Regions from separate parts of the Mus musculus genome. Here region 1 is linked to region 2. Evidence: chromatin contacts called from public ChIA-PET data. All regions are on one chromosome and are shown on one strand. The core of a region is the stretch at or near the end of the contact, and the rest is flanking DNA. Distances in the headings are between cores, read along the strand shown.

Region 1 (4,697 bases), core at 2,039-4,538, 160 kb after region 2:
TGCAGCTGCTTTCAGACTCAATACAACAGAGCTAGAGGTCAATTCTGGCATCTTTCTCAGGGGTCTCTCCACTCGGTTATGAGGTTCTCTCTCACTGACCGACTGCCAGAGTCCCTGGAAGGGAGCTCCAGGAACCCTCCTGTCTCACTTAGGACTGGGATTCTGAGCGCCTCCACACCCAGCCTTTAATGTGGGTGCCCAGGATCGGAGTTCAGGGCTCATGCTGGCACAGCGAACGCTCTTCCACCACGAGCTTCCCAGCCTTCCACCCATGAGCATTGTACATAGTGAGTTGTTTTTTTTGTTTTATTTTTTGAGACAGGGTTTCTCTGTGTAGCCCTGGCTGTCCTGGAACTCACTTTGTAGACCAGGCTGGCCTCGAACTCAGAAATCTGCCTGCCTCTGCCTCACGAGGGCTGGGATTAAAGGCGTACGCCACCACGCCCGGCATTATACATAGTTTTAAGGGTATGTAAAATTACTAAATAAATGTACCTGCTGCTAAGACTGGAGCAGGGAACATCTGGGTGAAGAGAATTGACTCCTGAAAGTTGTCCTCTCATTTCTACACCAGGGTTCTGGCATGTACACACACACATAAAAATAAATGTAAAACAAACTAACTAACTAAAATACTAGCTAGAGGAGCTACAGATCCTGCCAAATGCTTTGTAGTTCTAGAAGAGAAAGAAGAAACTGGCCTTCCTTCCACCGCTGCCTTTCCAGCCTCAGGGAAGGCTGTCCTTTAGTCTAGCTTACAGTACAAAAATCTCTACACAAAAAAATCAGGACACAGAACACAGGATGTGGGAATGGAAGGAGCTTTGATTTTTTTCTCTTTTTCCTAGGGCCATGACCTTGCACATGCAAAGTAAAACTCAACCTGTGAGCTATAACCCGAGCTATAACTGTGACTTCTCATGTCAAGTCACAGTGTAAGCATGTAGTTAGGGACAGAGAGAGAAAAGAATGACTTCAGTGTAAGTACAAAATACAATCAATCAAATTGTTGGTGTGGTGGGCACACCTTTAATCCCAGTGCTCCAGAGGCAGAGGCAGAGGCAGATGGATCTCTGAGCTTCAGCTCAGCCTGGTCTACAGAGTGAGTTCCAGACAGCAAAAACAACATATGGAGACTCTGTGTCTACAACACAAAACAAGAGACTGGAGAAGTGATGACCTAGTAGTTAAGAGCACCACTGCTCCTCCAGAGAACCCAGGTTCGACTCCCAGTTCCCGCAAGACTGCTCACAACGGCCAGTAACTCTAGTTCCGAGGGATCCAGTCAGTACTCTCTTCTGGCCCCCACGGGCACTGCATACACATGGCATAGACACACATGCTGGCAAAACACATACACATACAAAGTAAAACATTTTTTTAAAAAAAATCAATTTTCAATTAAACAAAATCAGACAAACAAACAATCCAAGATAATAGGGCCAGCAAGACAATGGCTCAGCAGGAAGGCACCTGCTGCCCTGTGGCATGATGACCTGAGGTTCATCCCTGGGATCCGCATGGTAGGAGAGGACCAACTCTCACTTCTCCTGTCTTCTACACATGCACTAAAGAACATCTATGCATATATGCACACACACTCACTCATTAACAGGAAGAATGTAAAACAGGACGTGCACACATCCTTCCCCAGATGCCTGACGCCTGGATAAGGAGGTAAAGACTGTGTGCTAAGCCGTATGGACTTACTTAGTGGAATATTATCTGCATTTAGTCCACCAAATAGGAAAAGCTTATCATCAGTTATTGCTGTTAAAGTGTGCCATGACCGGTGTTTGGGGCTTTCTCCATTAACAGAAATCCTGTAGCAAAGGGGGAAAAAATTAAAATGCAACTTTGAATTAATCAAAATGAAAGATTTTTGATTTTCCCAAGACAGTCTCATCAGTAGCCAGGCTGGCCTCTGGGTCACGATGCTCCTGCCTCGGCCATGATGGGCCATGTGTTCACCACTACAGTCATCTCAGATCTTAAAGGAAAAGCTGAGCTTGGGAGTGGAGGTGCACACTTGTAATCCCAGCACCCAAGAGGCTGAAATAAGACCATGCATTTGAGGCTAGCCTGGGCTACACAGTGACTTCAAAATCAGCTGGAGCTATATACAGAATTTTTGCTAGGAAAGAAAGGAAGAGGAGAGGGGGAGGGAAAGAGAAATAGGAAGTAGGAATGGAAGAAGAAAGGAAGGAGAGGGAAGGAAAGGGGAAGGGGAAGGGAAATAGTTCAGTTATAAATGATGCTCAGAGTTGCTCAGTAGACCAGACTGGCCTCAGACTCATGGGGTCTGCCTGGCTCTGCCTCCCGAGTGCTGGGAGAAAGGCATGCCCTGCTGCACTGCTCCACTATGTATATCCAGCATACTGTAGATCTCCTCCTCAGGAAAACTTCTTCTACCACGTGTGCTGTCACTTTTACTTGAAAGGCTGTGGCAAGACAACCAGAGTTCAAGGCCAGCCTGGGCTACTCAGTGAGATTCTGTTTTGAAAGGAAGGAAGGAAGGAAGGAAGGAAGAAAGGAAGGAAGGAAGGAAGAAAATTTAAATTTCATATTTCTTGTTTAGATATATAACCCAAAGAAAAAATATCAACTCAGTCTTAGAGACCCAGGCTTGGATTATGACAGATTGCACACCAGCCCACACCCAGCCCTACAAACTGGAACCCAGATCTGAGACTGACCTTCCAGACCAGACCCAGGTGTCTAGGTTTAGATAGTGTAGGTCATTCATCCTGGTTTGCTGAAATAAAAGCAGGATAATTGGACAGGGTTTTAACTCTTTCATGGAATAAAACGTTAGCTCTAAAGCAAGCTCAGATCAAGCACAGATTGCCCTATTCTTTCTATTTGGCCCTGGAAACTTAGCACTGAACATCAATTCTAAGCATCAAGAAAATCAACATGGAACTTCCCGGGGTCAGCAGGAAAGGAGATGGATTTAAACTAAAAGAGCTTGGATGGTAGGAATTAAACATTCCTGACACTGCACTCAAGTGAAGGGCTTTCCACACTAAAATGTGATTAAAAAACATCTGCGGCAGCATGCGGAGGGTCTCTTTCGGAAAACAGGAGATAAATAAAACTCAGTCCTGTGTGTAGCTTAATCTCTGGGCAAGTTGCATGTTCAGCTGCTCCACAGAATCAGACACAAGCGTTTATAAACATCACCCATGAGAATACCATTTCCATTGAAAACACTGACCAAAACACGTCCGCCAAAGACGTAACCCTTATTTCCCAGAACTGCACATGAGTGCGCGGCTCGTGGCTGTGGTGGAACTCCACCCTGCAAGCAGAGATCAGAACAGAAGACAGACTTGAAACGGCCGTACCAGCCACATCCTGTGCCATAACCACAAATAGCTTCTTTAAGAAAAGACGCACCCCTCCGCCCTGAAATGCCCACTACCCAACAAAATCAATGTGCAGAAAGTTCATCCAGAAATATAAAAATCTTAAATAAATTAAAACATTTTCATCTCCTCTCCCCTCCCCTCACACTATAGATCTAATATTGCATCTCAGAGACTCTAAGAATTTACTAATGGCCCCCCAAATTCTCAAATTCACAAAACAGCTTCGCTGACAGTTTAAGGCAAACCCAAGAAGCCCTTCTTTCCTAGACAAAAGCCTACTTGCATTTTGGAAGTTGGTTTACTTTTGGTGTTGTTGTTTTGGTTTGTTTGTATGTTTGTTTCCTATTTCCTAAAATTCTTAGAATAAAAAACTCCTTTCTACTTTGTCTTGAATGAAGTTCTGATGTTTCGGTCTCACTTGAATAACTGAAATCTAGTTGGTAATAATGAACTAAGCTTTGCCTCTGTAATAGTTAAATTAAGAGAAAACCATTTTTTTTAAAAGGTTGATTCCTAGGGCTGAGGGATGCTCAGTGGTCAGGAGCACTGGTCGCTCGCTCCTGCAGAGGCTGCAGAGGGCCGGGTTCGGTTCCCATCACCCACATATCAGCTCACAACCTCCTTTAACTCCAGTTCCAGGGAATCCAGCCTCCTTGGACAATACACACACATGTTGCCCATACATACCTGCAGGCAAAACACCCAAACACATAACATAAAAACAAATCTTTAAAAGATGCTGATTCTGTTTGCTTTCTACTGTTTACACAAATCTGAATTTGTGTTTGATTTCTAACAAATAAAATAATATTGATAATGTATTTTACCATGTTAGAATTGCATGTAGCTCATATAAAAACACAAGTGTTGGGTCTGGGATACAGCTCAGTGAGAGTGCTAGGCCAGTTCTTACAAGGCTGCTGGTTTGATCTCAGGATTGGAGAGGGGGGGGTGGAGGGGGGAAAGAAAGGAGGAAAGAAGGAAGGAAAGAAGGAAGGAAGGAAAGAAGGAAGGAAGGAAGGAAGGAAGGAAGGAAGGAAGGAAGGCTGGCTGGCTCACGGACTCTGTTTTAAAAGAATTTTAAAAATAACTCTGATAATTCACACAGACACTGACAGGTAAAGAATGATCCTCTAGCTCATGCCTGTAATACCAGCGCCAGGGAGGTAGAGGCAGAAGTTCAAGGCTAGCCTACCTAAGCTACATGAGACTCTTTCTCAAAAATGAAAAGAACAATAATGACTCCTCTTTAAAATACTTTTTTTAGAACATATTATTTGTAGGATACATGGCTAGAAAAACAGTCGTTGCTAGCAGTTTTTAAGG
Region 2 (4,349 bases), core at 445-2,944:
CAGCCCTGGCTACATGGGATTCTGTCTCAAAAATAAAAGGCTAAAATTGTCCTGAGAGTCGTCTGAACTGAAGCCTACACATGACGCGGTAAAAGAGCAGAAATCCGGTGACACACACAGATCTGTGTTAGCAAGCTAGCTCTTTAGCTAGGTTAACTCCTAACTCATCTTTCCTCACTTACTCTCCCTAGTCAGCGGGACAGAGGCGGCTCCAGCCGCTGTGCTGTGTTACTGTTCCTGTACCCAGCCACTCCACCCTGCTGACCCCGTGTTCAGTAAATTCTACCTCAGCACCAAACGCAGGCGTATAAATGCTCAGAACACCTGTCTGCTAGAAGATGAGCTTTCTAGGAACTGATATAAGCCCACGACAAGGCAATCACTTCAGGGACCCTGTTGGCTCAGGAGGCTGGTGTGAGGCTGGAGCAGAAGGCCTGTTGCCCATGGGGTGTTGGCAGATGGTGTGGGGATATTGGGCAGGTCTGTTCCCTTGTCTGGCAGAATCCCTGACTGTGAGCAGAACTCTTTCTTGGTGGGGATGAGCCAAGTCCTTGTGCCAGCTCAACCCAGGCCACGGTGACTGGGAGGAGACACCTGCGACTCAGGCCACAGCAGAGATCACTCTGAAACTGTCTAGGGGTCCAGCAAGGGCTTTTCCCAGTCACTGAGGTAGTGATGAACGTCTTGCTTAGAACTTGAAGACAGCCTGCATGTGAGATTGGGCAGGGACCTTCCTTCCCTGGCCCTGCCATCTGGGCAAACCCAACCTCGAGCCAAGTTTAGGGTAGATTTTGCTTCTGTCTCCGTTTTGCTTAAGCCACTTCCCACCACGTGGCTATTTCCTGAAAGTTCCCTTGTTCATTAACATCTAACCTCGTGCCCTCCCCAGGGACTGCCTAAGCTATAACCTCTGTCCCTCTCGAGTCTTTGTGGCACACCCTCCAATCATTCTTGGCCCTTTCTACATTTTAAGCTCAGGCTGACATCTAAAGCCTGGAGAGGGATTCCCCCTCGTTAACTCCTACCTTGAAAACTCTCAGAACATTGAAAATTGTGCACATAACTACGCTCCATCCCATAATCATATTTCGAGCTCTATCCCATAACGCTCACTCTGGCCTGTTCTTTAACCATGAAGTCTTAAATTTCTTGCTGAAAAGGGAGGGGGGCGGGGGGGGGAGTAGAGATTGATTCTTATTTAAAATGTCTTGCTGATTTAAAAAAATAAAAGAGGGAGGTAATGGGTATGAGACACTGTGTGGTGCGCGAGTGTGTGTGTGTGTGTGTGCGCGCGCGCGCGCGCGCGCGCGTGTGCATGTGTGTGTGTTTGTGTGTATGTGTGTGTGTTTAGACAAATGCTTGAGTGCTTACTGTGAGCCTGACAATATACTGAGCACCTTGCATACATTTTGTTTTCTCACAAGTCCTTACAGGGATGCTATGAGTTAGGTACTGTCATCTCCTATTTAAGGACATATCAGGCTCTGAGGCCACACGGTTAGCGAGTGCATGCAGAAGCTATGCGTTCTGAGTCCAAAGGCCACTCTTAGCATCCCCTGCTCCCACCCACACTCCGGGGACCTGGTGAATGACTTCCTGGAAAGCCCACATTGCTTCCTTTGGAGGTGCCCTGCCCTCATGATTCAGAACAGGCAGGTCGCAGTGCTAAGCTTCACAGTGTTAACCAGGGTGACTCACAGCTCCTCCACCCTCATTGATCCAGGCAGAGACATCCTCCAGTCTGAAACCAGACCGTGAACAGCCCCACCAACTGTGTTCATTGAATGTTGCTATGGAAGCATTAAATTAGGCATTTGTCAATAGTATCGATGTCTGTTTTGGACCTTCAAGAATAAATATGCTTGATGTTTTTGAATCCTCGTCCATGGCTATCTTACACAAATGAAAACTAAGAAATGGAGACTGGGGATGTAGCTCAGTGGTGTTTGGCTCCTGTCTTAGTTAGTGTTTCTATTGCTGTGAAGAGACACCATGATCATAACTACCCTTATAAAGGAAAGTATTTAAAGGGGCCTAGCTTATAGTTCAAAGGTTTAGTCCATTGTCATCATGGCAGGAAACAAGTCTGCTTGCATCAATAAATCCTCAGGGTGAATAAGGACAGGAAGAGCTCCTTTAGAGAGGCATAGGGATGGGGCAGGAGCTGAGAGAGAGAATCGAGAAAGACCAATCAGCATGCCAAAAGCAAGCAACTAAAAGCTGAAATAGTTCTGTCAGCACCAAACACCCTATACCTCCAGTATACTTGGTGTTTGGTATCAAACTTGTAGAAATAGAATAGCCAATCAGGATGGTCTCTAAGATGACTCTGTGTGTGTGTGTGTGTGTGTGTGTGTGTGTGTGTGTGTGTGTGTGACTGGTGGTACTAGGGACTGAGCCTGGACCCTCACATACTAGGTCATTGCTCTACCCTGAGCTATTTCTCCAGTCCTGAAGTAATTCCATTTCCTTATTTATTTATTTATTTATTTATTTATTTATCTTCACTATTTGAGACAGTGTCTCACGTAGTCCAGGCTGGCCCCTCACTCGCTATGGAGCTGGCATAACCTTGAACTCCTGATCCGACCGCCTGCCCCTGCCAAGTGTTAAGGTTACATTTCCCAGCCGAAATGACTCTGGTCTGGTGTCACTCACAGACTCCGGTAGTCTCCTTCCACAAGAAACAGACCTGACCTATGTGACTGACCTGCCCCTGGAGAAATTATGGAGTGTGACACATGGAGCTGGGGGAGGCACTCACCGTACAAGCATGAAGTCTTGAATTCAGATCCCCAACACACACACATAAAAGGATGGGCATGGTTGCACACATGTGTAACACGTGTGTAACTCCAGCACTGTGGGAATGGGGCAGTGACAGAAGATTCCTGGGGCTTGCTGGGTCTAGCTAGCTATAGGGTCAGTGGGGGGACTGGCCCAAGGAAGTAAGAAAGAAAGTGACAGAGCAGGACACCTGATGCCCTACTCTGGCCTCCACACAGGCATGAGTCTAAGCACACAGAAACGCACACACCAGCCCACTGTTAAGTTTCAAATGTGTTAAGGGGGCTGAGGTGCCTATTTAACGTATCAAAGCCTCCAGGTTCTCCCAGCATCCCTCAGTTCCTACCTGTTACAGGGCCCTCCTGGCTGACTTACCCTGTTCCCTACTCTGAACTCTGCAGCCCAGGAGCTCCCTTCCCTATATAACCTAGCCATCTTGTTTACCTGCCCCTTTTGTACCTTTGGCCTCCTGGCTGCTGCAGCTGGTTTCCCTCTGTCTTGCCCTCCCCGACCCCTCCAGGCCTAGCTCAGTCTGGTGATGTCTGGACTCTCCCAGATGTCCCTGCCTCTGCCTCTGTTCCTCCTCTTATCTCCAATAAACCTTCTCCTCCACCATACCCAGGAGCAATCATCTCCTTTTCCTTTTTCTTCCTTCCTTCCTTCCTTTCTTTTTTTTTTAACAGAGAGAGAGAAGAGGAGGAGGAGGATATAATAAGAAAGGGGCTCGGTGAGATGGCTCAGCAGCTTAAGGCACTGATAACCATGATGATCTAAGTCCAGTCCCCTGGGAGCAGCACTACTGAATCACAGAGCTGAGTCTAAGCTGTTCTCTGACCTCAGCACATGAGGCGTGGCACTCCAGTGCTCTCCTACCCACTCCCACACTAAACAAATGCAATTTTTAAAAAATCATAAAGTTTCAAATATGTTCAAAGTTTTTATTTTCACAGAGTTTCTAGAGGCTTTAACCAATATCAAAATATGGAGGCTATGGAGACAGAAGGGGTTGCATGATCAATTTGTATAGCCATTAAGAAGCCAGTTGTTGTGGCACAGGCCTGAGTCCCAGCACGAAGGAGGCAGAGGCAGGTGGATCTCTGGGAGTTCTAGGCATCCTGGTCTAATGAGAGCATTCCAGACCAGCCACATACTGAGGTTTTGTCTCAACAAGCAAGCAAGCAAACAAACAAACAAGCAAAGACCACTAGTGTGAAGGTATACCAGTAGATGCACCAGATCCAAGCAACAAACCTCTTCAGACCTTGTTCTGGCATATAACTGGCCAAGATTATTAAAGGAAGACCTTCTCATTCATTCTATTGGCCTTATATTTAATGCTTAGGCTCAGCCCAGTCTGGTAGGCAGCTGAGAGTTTGTGTATATGTTGGTATGTCTATACACACCCATGAGCGTGTTTGCATGTATGTGCATGTGTGTGGCACACATATGTGCTGTGTGCATATGCCTTACAGACACGAAGTTAGTGTTGTTTTTTTTTTTAATTCTCTGTGTGTGTGTGTGTGTGTGTGTCCATGCACATAAGTGTGAGCATATGAGTGCAG

What was found. ChIA-PET counts read pairs in DNA pulled down with a chosen protein or histone mark.
Region 1: a contact with region 2 is called in an RNA polymerase II ChIA-PET map of memory CD8 T cells, with 78 read pairs. The contact joins two enhancer-like sites. A contact is called at or near these places in 2 of 115 datasets of contacts at active chromatin or transcription factors (memory CD8 T cells and pancreatic cancer cells) and 1 of 9 other capture datasets (liver).

Annotation. Positions count from the first base shown.
Region 1 is chr12:69,256,627-69,261,323 of GRCm38.p6, reverse strand. It overlaps Klhdc1 (kelch domain containing 1), which reads right to left. Exons shown (of 13, transcript NM_178253.5): 7 at 3,218-3,301; 8 at 2,697-2,755; 9 at 1,711-1,823. Among named protein-coding and RNA genes, the nearest start is that of Klhdc1, 17 kb to the right of the region's middle. Within about 2 kb of position 3,288, at least 52 of the 459 cell types and tissues checked have an H3K27ac peak or open chromatin away from gene starts, as enhancers often do. A contact at or near this core is called in memory CD8 T cells, where this site is marked.
Region 2 is chr12:69,414,281-69,418,629 of GRCm38.p6, reverse strand. No RefSeq gene overlaps it. Among named protein-coding and RNA genes, the nearest start is that of Arf6, 44 kb to the right of the region's middle. Within about 2 kb of position 1,694, at least 89 of the 459 cell types and tissues checked have an H3K27ac peak or open chromatin away from gene starts, as enhancers often do. A contact at or near this core is called in memory CD8 T cells, where this site is marked.